3 separate regions of the Danio rerio genome follow, and all the other regions are linked to region 1. The links are chromatin contacts, called in public Hi-C and HiChIP or PLAC-seq maps. All regions are on one chromosome and are shown on one strand. The core of a region is the stretch at or near the end of the contact, and the rest is flanking DNA. Distances in the headings are between cores, read along the strand shown. Region 1 holds the start of irx6a (iroquois homeobox 6a). Region 2 holds the start of irx3a (iroquois homeobox 3a). Region 3 holds the start of fto (FTO alpha-ketoglutarate dependent dioxygenase).

Region 1 (4,170 bases), core at 588-3,087:
GTATTTTCCCTGTTTTCTTTGTAACACACTCGCCACAGAACATACAGGGACGGCGGTGACCTGAACTGAACGCGACTCTTGATGGGCCTGAACACTCTCGTCATTACGGTTTACCTGCTCCATCGGCGCCGTTCACTTACTCGCAGCTCTCTGGCGCCTCTCGAAGAGTGAGCCTGTAATAGCAAAGAGATCATCTGGGACAGGACTCTCGTCCTTTCAAAGCAGGGTCACTGAACTATGCCTCTCATATTATCAGTGAAAACGATCAAATGGTCACGGATTTCCACGCGTTTGGAAGCGACCGCGCAAGCACTGCTGCTCTGCTGCTCGTGAACGATGATGATGCGCGAGGACAGCCATTCAGCTCTTTTAAGTCACATATAGACTTAATTATATAACAATACTTCACAATGAAGTTAAACCTTTAGATGAGTACTTTAGATAAGTGTGTCTTGACTGTAGGACCACGTGTCCTAGACATTTCAGATCAACAAGCAAAACTTTCTTAGGCTCTAACGGCAATAAAATAATGGTATAAACTAAATCTATAGTATTAAAACATGTTTGTCTTGGGTAGGTGGTGTCTATACAATGATGCAATGTCATTAGCTTAAAATAAAAAAAAAACAATAGAAACCAAGGGAGAGAAAGAGAGAGAGGGAGAGTAAATGGGGTCTTCTAATTATATTGTCTAAAACATTTAATAAAACTGCATGTGTTACCCTTTATCCAGACTTATTCCGCGTGAGGGAGCGATATTTCTACCATCCCTTTCAAGTACGCATCCTTCAATTAGAATGCTGTTCCCGTCGCCTCCCACTACCGTATAATTAGACTTGAGAGATTCAGCTAATTTCTCTCTCTCTCTCTCTCTCTCTCTCTCTCTCTCTCTCTCTCTCTCTCTCTCTCAGTTCCATTCTGATCGTCTAATTTCACCTCAAAGGCATATTTTCACGGTGTAACTCGCTGGTTAAACAAGGCCATATCCATTTGTTAATTGATGCAATTACGCATTTCTCGTAATGGTCGCGTAGGTCCCGAGATACGCATCAATCAGTTTTCTGTTGACCTGCCAGAGGTTCTCTTCACGTCTGCCGGGACTGGCCCTCTCTCTAATAGAGAGAGATGGAAACATCATCGCAATTAACATCAGGTCGGACCTCTGATCGGCCAGACAGATGCGAGCAAGGGTCCTGTAGATTCCTCTTCAGTTCATTTGCGCATCAGCGGGACAGTGTCTGAAATGTATAATAATAAGAAAATCGGGAACATATAGGCTACTAATATTATTAGATCATATATATTTAAAGAAAATAGATTAATTTAAAAAGTATAATTCGGTCTAAAACGGTAATATATTATCTTAACCTTAAAATAATTTACATGATAAACCTAAATATTGACACATGGCATAGTCACGGATAATAAAACAATATCTGGCATTAAATGCTGTTTTTATATTAATATGCAAAATATTGTTTTAAAAAAAGCTGATTTATTTTTGTATTATTGTGAAAGTGATATATATGAATTACATAATTTTTTTTTCAAAATTATTTTTTATATTTATTCAGTGGCTGTTTGAAATACTTTTAAGGGCTCTAAGTCTAATAATACACTAATGTTAGAAAAGAACAGAAAGGGGGAAAACAGGGGACAGGGGTGTGCAAAACACACCTCAAGAAAAGCGCGAAGCATGACGTGATTGGCAAACACATCATTCTATCCTCGCCGTCCCGGGATTAGAATGACGTCACACTGATACCCGTGCATGGATGAATTCTAAAGAACTATAGAGGCACAAATAATAGCACAACCACAAGTTCATATCTTGCAAGTCTTACGTTATCCTTTAAGCTTTCTACAGCTGTTTAACAACAATATTTTTGTACTTGATGAAGCTTAACTCTAATTTCTCATTTCCTTAAGGGGATTATCTATACATATAAAACTAGGGCTGGCGTAAACATCCTCAGTGCTTCCCAGTTAAGTGCAGTCATCTATTATTGAGCGAAAGGCCGAGTGTGGAAATGTGTGTAAGACGGTGGATTTGAAGTAGATTTGGTTTCAATCGATCAGCAGGAGAAGAATATTGCTTATGGTAACAAAAGAAGCAGCTATGTCCTTCTCTCAGTTTGGATATCCTTACAATGCAACTTCTCAGGTAAGCATGCAAATTATATATTTTTTTAATGTAGATGGCTATTAAGCGTGTACATCGTTGTGTGCGTTTTGTTTTCTTTTTCCACATTCTGTCATACTCCCTGGATCTCAGGAACTAACACTAGGTAGCAGCAGATTGTTCTGTCACTAAGTAAGTCCTAAACTAAAGTTAGACGTTATCGTGGGTTTGTCAATATTTATAGTAATGGGTTATTTGAATTATAAATGACCTCACGTGTTGTTGTAAACGTGTAAATTACCTTTACGGTGTAATTGTTTAGTGAGAGCGAGACTCCTCCCTTTGCCGGTAGCCTTTGCCGTCTCTGTGTATAAACTAATTACAGATTTACTGATAACATAGATAATTTCGACAACATGACTTAAGTCAAACTCAAGTTTTATTTAAAGTCGACAGATTGTTTAATTGTCAAAATAAGCCGCGCTCACTTAACTTCTCCTGTCCTGAGGCAAAACTTAGAAAGTTTACTTTCAGCTTTGACAAAATCACTTTTTGAAAAATTAAGTAAGACAAACCCTTTGCCTTTTTATTTTTAAGTCATTTACACAAAGTCTCAATTCAGTTAAACTATAGGATTATCTTTATGAATAAAACGAATGAATGAAAATAATTGCAATCGGTCTCCAAAGAAAAAGAGCTGCTTTACCACAGAGCAGCTCCATCTTACCTTAATTCTTTTTCAAACTACGGAAACGCCTGCTTTGAAACGCAAATAAAAAAGTCATGTTTATCCACAATTTTCTTCATGCAGTTTTTCGTGTCGGCAACCCCCAGTACGACTTGCTGCGATTCGATATCCAGGTCGGTGACAGAAGGATCGAGCGCATCGCAGACCGCAGCCTCCTTCTGCTGTCCCTCCTATGAGAACCGGCTGCTGGCGAGTACACGGACGGAGCTCAACGCCGCGCTCGGGATGTACGGCTCCCCTTACGCAGCAGCAGCGGCCGCAGCCGGGCAGAACTACGCCAACTACTTTCCGTATAGCGCCGACCCCTCCGCCATCTACTCCAGCCTGGTACGTGCAGCACTTCACCAGATAAAGCGGGTCCTCCGTTCAATCGATTGTCTCATTCATGTCACGGCTTGTTATTGATTATTTTGGCTTGGTAAGAGGATCAAGCTGTCTAGCACTCTGGTGAAATAACTGAATAATCAGAAGAAATGAACAGAATGAAGCAACATTGCATGACGCCTGCTTGCTATAAACAGGGCCTACTTGGTTTAATGGACAATAAATAGACAGAAATGTGCGATTTATCATAAAAATATTGAAAAAAATAGGTTTATGGAGTAAAGAGATAAAACTGTTAACACTGTGAATAATAAATGTTTATCAGCAAGCACTGTCTCAGTAACATATAACTGAAATATCAGATGCTAAAGTCTATGTTTTTTTTGTTGTTTGTTTGTTTTTTATTGTTTATATTTAGAACCCACAATATGAAATCAAAGAGGGGTCAGGCAGTCTTCATAGCACTATAACACAACCAGCCACTTACTATCCATATGACCACTCACTCGGACAGTACCAGTATGACAGGTGAGATTTGTTTTTATCCCATTTCTAATATGGCATATTTTAATATACTTAAAATGCAGATAAATGATCCAGATATTCCACTATTTATTTGATCCAGGTATGGGACAGTTGATTTTAATGGATCAACACGGAGAAAGAACGCCACACGTGAGACAACAAGTACGCTTAAAACATGGCTTTATGAGCACCGCAAAAACCCTTATCCTACAAAGGGTGAAAAGATCATGCTGGCCATTATCACCAAAATGACCCTCACGCAAGTGTCTACCTGGTTTGCCAATGCTAGAAGACGACTAAAAAAAGAAAACAAGATGACTTGGTCCCCCAAAAACAAAGCAGGCGATGACAGGAAGGAAGACCTCGGTAAGAGTGACCCAGACATTACCAAAGGTACCTCATAAATTTTCTCCGCTGCAGTTAAACAGTGTTTTTGTTTTATAAATGAATT
Region 2 (4,033 bases), core at 244-2,743, 520 kb before region 1:
CCGTGTCGATATTCTCCAAATCGATTTCCTCCTCGTCCTCGCGTTTGTCTCCGTCATCCCCCTCGTGATCGCTGTTGTAAACATTTCCTTCCTCGTCCGTGCGACTCCGTGGGGTCCAGGTCATCTTGTTCTCCTTCTTTAGCCTCCTCCTGGCATTAGCGAACCAGGTGGACACTTGAGTGAGGGTCATTTTAGTGATGATGGCCAGCATGATCTTCTCGCCTTTGGTAGGATATGGGTTTTTCCGGTGCTCGCTTAGCCAGGCCTTAAGCGTGCTGGTGCTCTCTCTGGTGGCATTTTTGGGTCTGGAAGGGTCTCCGAACTGGTACTGACCATATGGATAAAAAGCAGGATGATGATGAGCAAATCCAGGATGCTGGACGCCCGGGCTGTCCTTTAACTCGTACTGTGCTCCCTTAAAAACACAGAACATTGATTCAACATTAGTGCAATTCCCTATCACTATAATTGGCCTGACCTGGATGTATTGTTTAAGAATATGTTAATTCTGTAAATGATTTTGATTCTATGAGAGCAATTAAAAAGAAAAAAAAATAGATAAAAAACATTGGGCTTATGAACTGTATTAAATTATTTAATAACTTGTCAATGCATTTATATAAATTATTTCACACTGACAAGATATTGCATATATCCTATATTAAAATATCAACAATTAAATGCACGTATATACACACACACACACCACACACATGATATTTTAATATGCACATCTAAAGAAGTAGACTAATAAAATAGTATAGCTATTTTAATTGATTGCAATTCATTAACATCACAATAACACGCTTTTCGCTTATTTTTGTTTTGAACAGCTATTATTTATAACTTTTTAAAACTTTTTTGTCTTTACAAAACATAAAAAAAGCAAAGTTCACAATCATTTAGCAAAACAAGCAGTCGGTAACGACTAGTACAGAAACACGAATTGAAGGATTTTGTTAGGTATTAAGCCGTGGCATATATGTTAAACATGTTTTAAACAGTTAATTTTATTTGTGCAATTATAGTAAGATTAAAAAATTACACGAAAATAAAATGATTACTCACCAGTTGGTTGAAAATGGACAGATCATTTGAATAAGGAAGAAAAGCTCCATAGCTTTGTGCGGCTGCGAAAGGTGATCCGTACATAGTAGAGAGAACATTAGAGAGCGCCCCGGACGGGCTCAGGTCTGTCCCGGCTCGGGCACTGCCTATCCCCTGCCTGTCCTGCGAGTATATGGGTCGGATGTACTGATATCCCAGCTGTGGGAAAGACATTGTTGTGGAGAAAGTCTACTGGAGTCACAAAAAGCGGCGAATCGCCCTCTTGGTGCGCACCACGATATCCACTTTACAGTGAGTACAAAGTGTCAGGGAAGTCTATATTTCCTCCGAAAGAGCCAGTGTAAACGATCCGATTGCGCTTTCCTCCCTTACTTCCCTATTGATCTGAATGGACTAAGGTCAGGTCCTTACAGATTGCTTTAGATTATTGGAACTCCTTTTTGTGATTGACATTTTTAGTCGTTCAGAAGCTCCTCCTATTTCTCAAGTCTCACCCCCACTTACACAGCCTCTCTCTTTCTCTCTCTCTCCCTCCCTCCCTCTTTCTCTCCCCCTCTCTCTCTCTCCGCTCCTGCTCTCCGTCTGGATAAGTCCTCTGACGTCGCCATCTCTTATTTGAATGAGTTTCAAATCTCATTTTATGGCTCGCCAATCATTTCATTTGTTATTTGTTCGCGGCTTCAGCCCTTTCCCATTTTTTTGTTACTTCTCAAAAATGTTGATCCACAAAATGGTAAATATTTTATTCTTGAGTCATTAAGATCTAGTGAGATCTAGTGTTTTTCATTTAGTCGCGTCTTCTTCATGCATGTGAAACGAAAAACTTCAAAGTGTAAATCGGAGAGTTCAGACAGAATTTTGTTTGCGCTGACAAAATACTGAAGGAAAACCTTGTACTGTACGAAGAGCGTTTTTAGTTCATCTTACACGGAACAAGCCAGTCGAGGTCCTCTGACGCCTTTAGTGTGTGAACCATCAAAACATTGGCATTTTACCGTTCGCCTTCTGAGTAAGTTGACAACAAACGAAAAGCTTGAAGAGCAGCACATTTATTTTTTATGTACATATTCACTAAATTACAATTTAGTGTGGTGCATTTACATTTTAACTTAATATTATTACTACTCTTATTATTATTATTATTACTATTATTATTACTATTACTATTATTATGTCATGTAAGTAATACAGTTAAACTGTCAGTCTTCTGGGCGTTTTTGATGTATTAAATTATAATCGCAAATGTTTCAATTGCATTCATGTGTAAAATCTTCTGTTCTTAAAAAACATATTTTAAGCGATTAACCTACCGGATTACTCTACAGATCGACAGATATCCACTGAAAAGATCTGATATAATCCGCACCCTTCTGTAAATAATACGGATTAAAACAAGGACGATGATCACGATTGAAATTCCTTGAATCAATATATGAAAATATGCAGGAAACATCCATAATCGTATTATGCCTCTAGTCTAGTGTCATCATATGTCTGCTAATCGTCTTCCAAACAACGGCACCGATTAGTGCTTTAACGAGTTTCATTTATTTGAATATAGGATGACTAAATCTCAATTCAGTAATGAAAGATTAGGGCAAATCAACTTCGGTTTGGATTTACTGAAGTGGTTTCCAAGAACTTAATGTTCCTCTTAAATCTACCATCTGCTTTTAAAGAGATATTGTTAAGGCATCCCATAATATCTGGAATGGCATTTGTATTGGCTCTTCGCTTATTTAGGGACTCCCAGATTTCCATGTTCTCTTTACCACGTGCCTGCTGTTTTGACGTCTAACAATGCAGGAATACGGGGGTTATTAATTAGAACAGCAGTCTGATGCCATTCAGAGCGCATGGTAATAACTACATAACCGTCAATAACACCCACACGGACCTGCAGAGCTAACAAGAGCTCTTAGCCCACCCGGCTGACCCCACAGCACTGCGCCATCTGGGACAATGCAAAGTACAGCTAACGCTCTACGTTTCAAGCAGTCTGCTTTTCCTTTCAGTCATATTTCACGTTGATTTTACCTACACACATTGGCTGTTATTTTGATGCAAAGTAATTGCGCATTTGGTGAAGCATATAGGACGCACGGTGGAAAAGATAAGCGTGCGGCTGGTGTCCGCCCTGCAGCGCTCTGAGTTCGGATGGACACGTGTCTCATCCCGGGACCTGTCAGGGCCTCAAGGTTTGCCTCTGATTTATTGGCCCAATCAAATACACATGCACTAACTTAACACTTTCACACTGACCCAGGAAACTGGCACAGCCATAAAAGCATTAGGACGGGGTTTTCTTCCTGCCTTCTTCTCCCACCTCTTGGAAGCCCCTGTAACGATGCAAATTAAGTGACAAACCATGATAAAACTATACTACTACTACTAATAATTATTAGTTATAATTCTTGCTTTATAATAACAATAAAACCACACAATTAATTTGTATCTATATTATTATTATTTCCATAAACCAATATAAACTGATATAAATAAATATTTAAAATTTTTTTTTACTTTTAGCATGACTTTATTAAACGCAGACCAACATTTCAAAGCTCGGCACTAATATCACGTGTATAAATAGGGCAATCTTGGATGTGTGACTTGAGGGATGATTTCTGTGACTCCTTTACTAGCAATTATGCAGATGACACCATTTCGCATTCTCCAACACGCATCCAAATAAACAAGCAGAGACGTTGCGCTCAAAAGCGTTTCCTTATGCAATACACAAGATGCCTGCGACAGCGCTGATCAAAGACTTCAAACAGGGGCTCTTCAAATTACACCTCTGAATCAGCTCTATAATGCCAAGGCGACAGAAAACAAGTAACACATATCCCATCGCACATGGTCTTTTAAAGGGGCTTTTCTGATCCGATCTGTTAATTGAGGTGACAAAGGATTTAAAAAGAAAACACACTTAATGACCTTTGATGTGTGTGGTGTATTCGAC
Region 3 (4,275 bases), core at 1,298-3,797, 820 kb before region 1:
TTTTGTCCTCGGCTGAAACTGGGAACCAGCGGAGCGCTTTTCAACACCGCTTCACATGCATTACGAGATATCTGTTGACCTCAGACGCTCAGAGGGGGTTATGTCCATGTCATACACAAATGCTGCTACATATTCTATTACAGCTCAAAGTGGTGTTTTTGGAAAATAGAATATCCTGCTTTGGGGCCCTTCTGTCTTCAGCTGTACAGCACCTGGGCAAAAGCTGGAGAGGAGGTTGTAGGAGACCTGGCAAGGCTGACTTTTTGGAATATGCTCAAAGCACGGTGACTATTTTTGTAGGAGCTGCAAAGCTCTGTTTCTGATTTCCATTCACTGAAGGCAAGGCTAAACCTCAGGAGAGTAGAAACAGTGGCTAAGCTGCTCTGTTTCAACTCAGCTATATTATTTCACCTAATTACGGTGTAATCTTATCTTATTAATTTACACTCTGATGTTAATTAGCCCATTGTCAAAACAAACTGCACCCACGTGCAATCACTGGGTCACATTGGCTTCAAGACAATCATAATTATATCTGATTGTAGGAGGACGGTGTGTTTTAATTGGGCCTTTAATATAAAATATATATTTTGGCGAAATCTGATTCATATGTTCAAATTAAATTATCTTTTTTTATATCAAGTGTCAAAATTTTACAAAACCTAGTCCCAATAATGTTTAGAGTTCTTCTTGAACATTACTGAACACACATACACACACTAAATGGCTTGATAACCAGTTTCAAGGTTTACCACTGTCACACCGCCAAAATTTTCTGTTATACTGTACCTACAGTTTATTTAAGCTTTTATGACTATTTCATTACATTTTTTAGGGTTACAGACAGGCCTGGATTAAGAATTCAGAGAATTTATATAATATAATAGGCCCCTGGGCACAATGTCTTGAAGGCCCCCTACCTAGCCGCACACTTATACCATCATAGTTGAATTAAAAAATAAGATTAATATAATTTTTTAAAAATAAAATTAATCTATAATGTATTGCCCGCATTTTTTAAATAAATGATATGCTGTACATATATTTCATGTCCACAAAGATATAATTTATTTTTTAAAGCATTTAAAGCATACTTTGATAAAAAAAAATACTAATACAACTAGTAAAAATTAATGGATTTTAATTTACTTGTTCAAGTTCACCGAAGCAGTAATAAATGTATATTTTAAGGATTCCCACTTGTCTTCCTAATGATTCCTAATGAGTAGGCAAAATCTGATATGTAGTGGGGGAAAAAAGAAGAACTTGTTCATAAGACGCTGGATTCGAAACCGGGTTCATAATCGATCACGTCAAAACATGTTGCCATGCGCTTTACGAGCGACGCCACTCACGCTGCTGTCTGTGGTTATGTTGTCTCTGTCAATCAAACGGTGATGGGCGTGAATTGCTTGACTAGCTTACTCCAACAAGCTGCGCTAATTGCATTTAGCCTAAACAGACACTCCAAAATTGACAATTTTTTCCCCCTCGCAGGGGCCTCTAGTGCGCACGGGTACCTGAGCCTGTGCCCATAATGCCCATTGGTTAATCCGGCTCTGGTTACATTATCTCCACATCAAAAGCTATCGGTCAGCCCACGATTCAACATCTGAAAAACAAATCGCTTATAAGCCAACATCCAAGCATGCTAAGAGCTGAGCAGTGCAGTGCCTTTATACACAAAGAAAAGAAAGATCTCCAAAGTGTTTTTAAAAGTAACGAAGACAGCAGAGGTCAGTGATTTATTTTAATTATTTAGTTTGAGATGTTTACTGTGCCAAGATATTTTAAGTGTTTATCAAAAAAAATTGTGTTTATATAATATATATATATATATATATATATATATATATATATATATATATATATATACACACATATATATATATAAACAATGTTTAAGTACACTGACATGTACAAACATATTTACCATAATATATAAATATCTGTGAAAATGGCCTAATGTATTTATTTGTATAGCCTACTCTTGATGTACTTTCAAAGCCTGGTCTCAATAACAAAAGCAATGATATAGTTTTAACATGTCATAACATGAAATGCTTATATACTGTATATCTAAAAGACAAGAGAATAATACCTGAGCACTTTTCATGTGCTGCATTTCTATTACTCACAGCAGGGTACCTCCATAAGCTATTAATATGCACTTTCTGTATATTTAGTACATAATTCCTTCAATTCGCTAAAAATATGACTTCAAGAATGCAAGAGCACACTATTTCAAACTCGCCACTTTACCACAAGTGAGAAGCACCTATATCCACTTCCGGTTTGACTCAAATTTCAAGCGTGGCTTTCCTGGCGCAAGGATTCTGGGAAACGTAGTTCTTAACGTAATACTGGGAAGGACCTAAAGAACAAGACGCTGACATAAAACAACAACACGCCGTTTATTGCCATGCACGTGTCATACACCATTATAAACATTGCTTATTTCATATTTAAATCTACTCACTATAATTTCACAAGAAAACGGCACACTTCTCAAGACTACATAACCCAGCGCTGCGCGCTATGAAACCGAGGCAGCGTAAACAGTACTTCAGGAACATGAAAAGATCGGATGACAGTGAGAGGGAAAAGAGGAGAAAGGTATCGCTTGTAGTTTTCTCTCAGTTCGCCAAGCAGCACATGTAGTTGTGGAGTTTATAAGCCACCGTTCAGTGCGTCCGCGGCGGTATTGCATGCGCTGGTTGGTGCTGTGTGTTCATTTGAAGTGCGCATGTGATGCTGCTGTTTGCTCCTGTAATGTTTCCATTCTTTTATCGGAGGAGTTTTGCCTCTTTGAGCACACAGCCGTCCGGCACGCGAGTGTGTGTTAAGGCACCGCGCAGGGGGAGTGTTTTCTCATGACTGCCACACTCTGACTTTGCTTGAACGGGCTGTGTGGCGGCGTTACAGTGTGTTCAGTGATGGTGGTAATGAATGAAGTCGAGAGGAGATGTGAGACTAGTCCAGGTGTCTGTCACTCTCTGAAGGTGTCTCTGCTGAACCCATTGTTTCTAGTTTATTTCAGAATGAAGCGCATGTGTTGGGTTTACACCTGTTTTCTGACTAAACACATGATTCACATATGAGCTTGGGCTGGAAATGAAACGGTTGTGTTTATAATTTAGCATATACAGATTGATGTTGTTGTGCAGCTGTGTTTATCTGAACTTGTTGCTTTTCAGTGTGTCATTTTTGTTAAGCATTATGGTTTGAAGCTTTTTGACCCTGAACGTTTAGGCAGTCATTTATTTGGTTTTATACCAACATAAACAATGAGAGGCTGATTACATGGTGCAGGTCTTACAAATAACTACCTTAGACAAAGAGCACACAGCTTGTTGCATTCCATTCAAGGTATACATTTAGTCAGTTTGTGCATTCATGAGAATCAATTCTATCAAGCCTCGATATTGATGTTGATGCAATAGCCAGAATCAAGCAGGCTTTTAAATAGCCCTATTATAAGTAGACTCAGTAGGTAAGAAATTAACCAGGCAGGGCAGAATATACATCGAAAGTGAGTTCTTTATTAGTAAAAGTTTTAAAGTTTTTAGTATTAGTAAAAGTTTTAAAGTTAACTACCTTTTGCTACATTTTATGTCAGTTTCGGGTAATTTTTTATTTATTGGGTAAAGTCCTGTACAACTGTTACACAAATCATTCCCATGAGGAAGTGTGTGGTTTAACATGCTGTCATATTTAAAGATTTATACCTGTTCCTGAGAAGTTGATTCGTAAATTTCGGATGTTCTCTACAGTCAAAATGCTTTTGTTTGAAAATCAAAATACACATAATAGTGTGTTGGTTTTGCATTTCAAGAGAGCGTACTGCTTGCATAGTTCATGCCATATTCAGACTACTTAAAATCAACTTTGCTTTAGTCTGTTTGATGTAGTGTGTTGTGGTGATTTGTAAACATCTGGTGTTACAACACAAAAAAACTCCATCAATTGACGAAAGTGAAGGGGAAATAAAAAACTTAAACAGAGAAACCAGGCTCAGTTGGGCATGACCATTTCTCATCTGGCCGAACTTCTTGAGCAGAGTTGCAGTCTACGCTGGAGGCTGGAGAACAATACTGCTGCTGATATTGCTGCTGATGCGTGTAATAATGCTACATGTACAGAGTAAAGGTTGATTATTTCTAATGAGAAGACAGCCAGTGCAAAAGACACTTTGCCTTCTCAATGATATCTTGCATGTTGTTAAAGCGATGTTTAGTTGGAAAGCAACATTTACAATAGTGCTGCATGATATTG

The links. A called contact is a pair of places that touch in the nucleus more often than the background predicts. HiChIP or PLAC-seq counts read pairs in DNA pulled down with a chosen protein or histone mark.
Region 2: a Hi-C map of fibroblasts shows a contact between it and region 1, with 5 times the contacts expected there. The contact joins the promoter of irx3a here to the promoter of irx6a in region 1. A contact is called at or near these places in 7 of 18 Hi-C or Micro-C datasets (caudal fin, embryo, fibroblasts and 1 more) and 2 of 4 datasets of contacts at active chromatin or transcription factors (caudal fin and embryo).
Region 3: a contact with region 1 is called in an H3K4me3 HiChIP or PLAC-seq map of embryo, with 13 times the contacts expected there. The contact joins the promoter of fto here to the promoter of irx6a in region 1. A contact is called at or near these places in 1 of 18 Hi-C or Micro-C datasets (caudal fin) and 1 of 4 datasets of contacts at active chromatin or transcription factors (embryo).

Annotation. Positions count from the first base shown.
Region 1 is chr7:35,624,531-35,628,700 of GRCz12tu, reverse strand. It overlaps irx6a (iroquois homeobox 6a), which reads left to right and starts at 1,837. Exons shown (of 7, transcript NM_001023575.2): 1 at 1,837-2,164; 2 at 2,934-3,197; 3 at 3,613-3,722; 4 at 3,820-4,085. The coding sequence starts at 2,099. LOC110439935 (a long non-coding RNA gene) reads right to left here and starts at 3,196. Exons shown (of 2, transcript XR_002459227.2): 1 at 2,850-3,196; 2 at 1-1,238.
Region 2 is chr7:36,147,985-36,152,017 of GRCz12tu, reverse strand. irx3a (iroquois homeobox 3a) reads right to left here and starts at 1,493. Exons shown (of 4, transcript NM_001320125.1): 1 at 1,069-1,493; 2 at 1-415. The coding sequence starts at 1,281. The region is part of intron 7 of LOC141375396 (a long non-coding RNA gene); the gene reads right to left. It overlaps LOC141375397 (a long non-coding RNA gene), which reads right to left. Exons shown (of 3, transcript XR_012383392.1): 3 at 3,331-3,407.
Region 3 is chr7:36,448,616-36,452,890 of GRCz12tu, reverse strand. fto (FTO alpha-ketoglutarate dependent dioxygenase) reads left to right here and starts at 2,547. Exons shown (of 10, transcript XM_001345874.9): 1 at 2,547-2,616. The coding sequence starts at 2,575.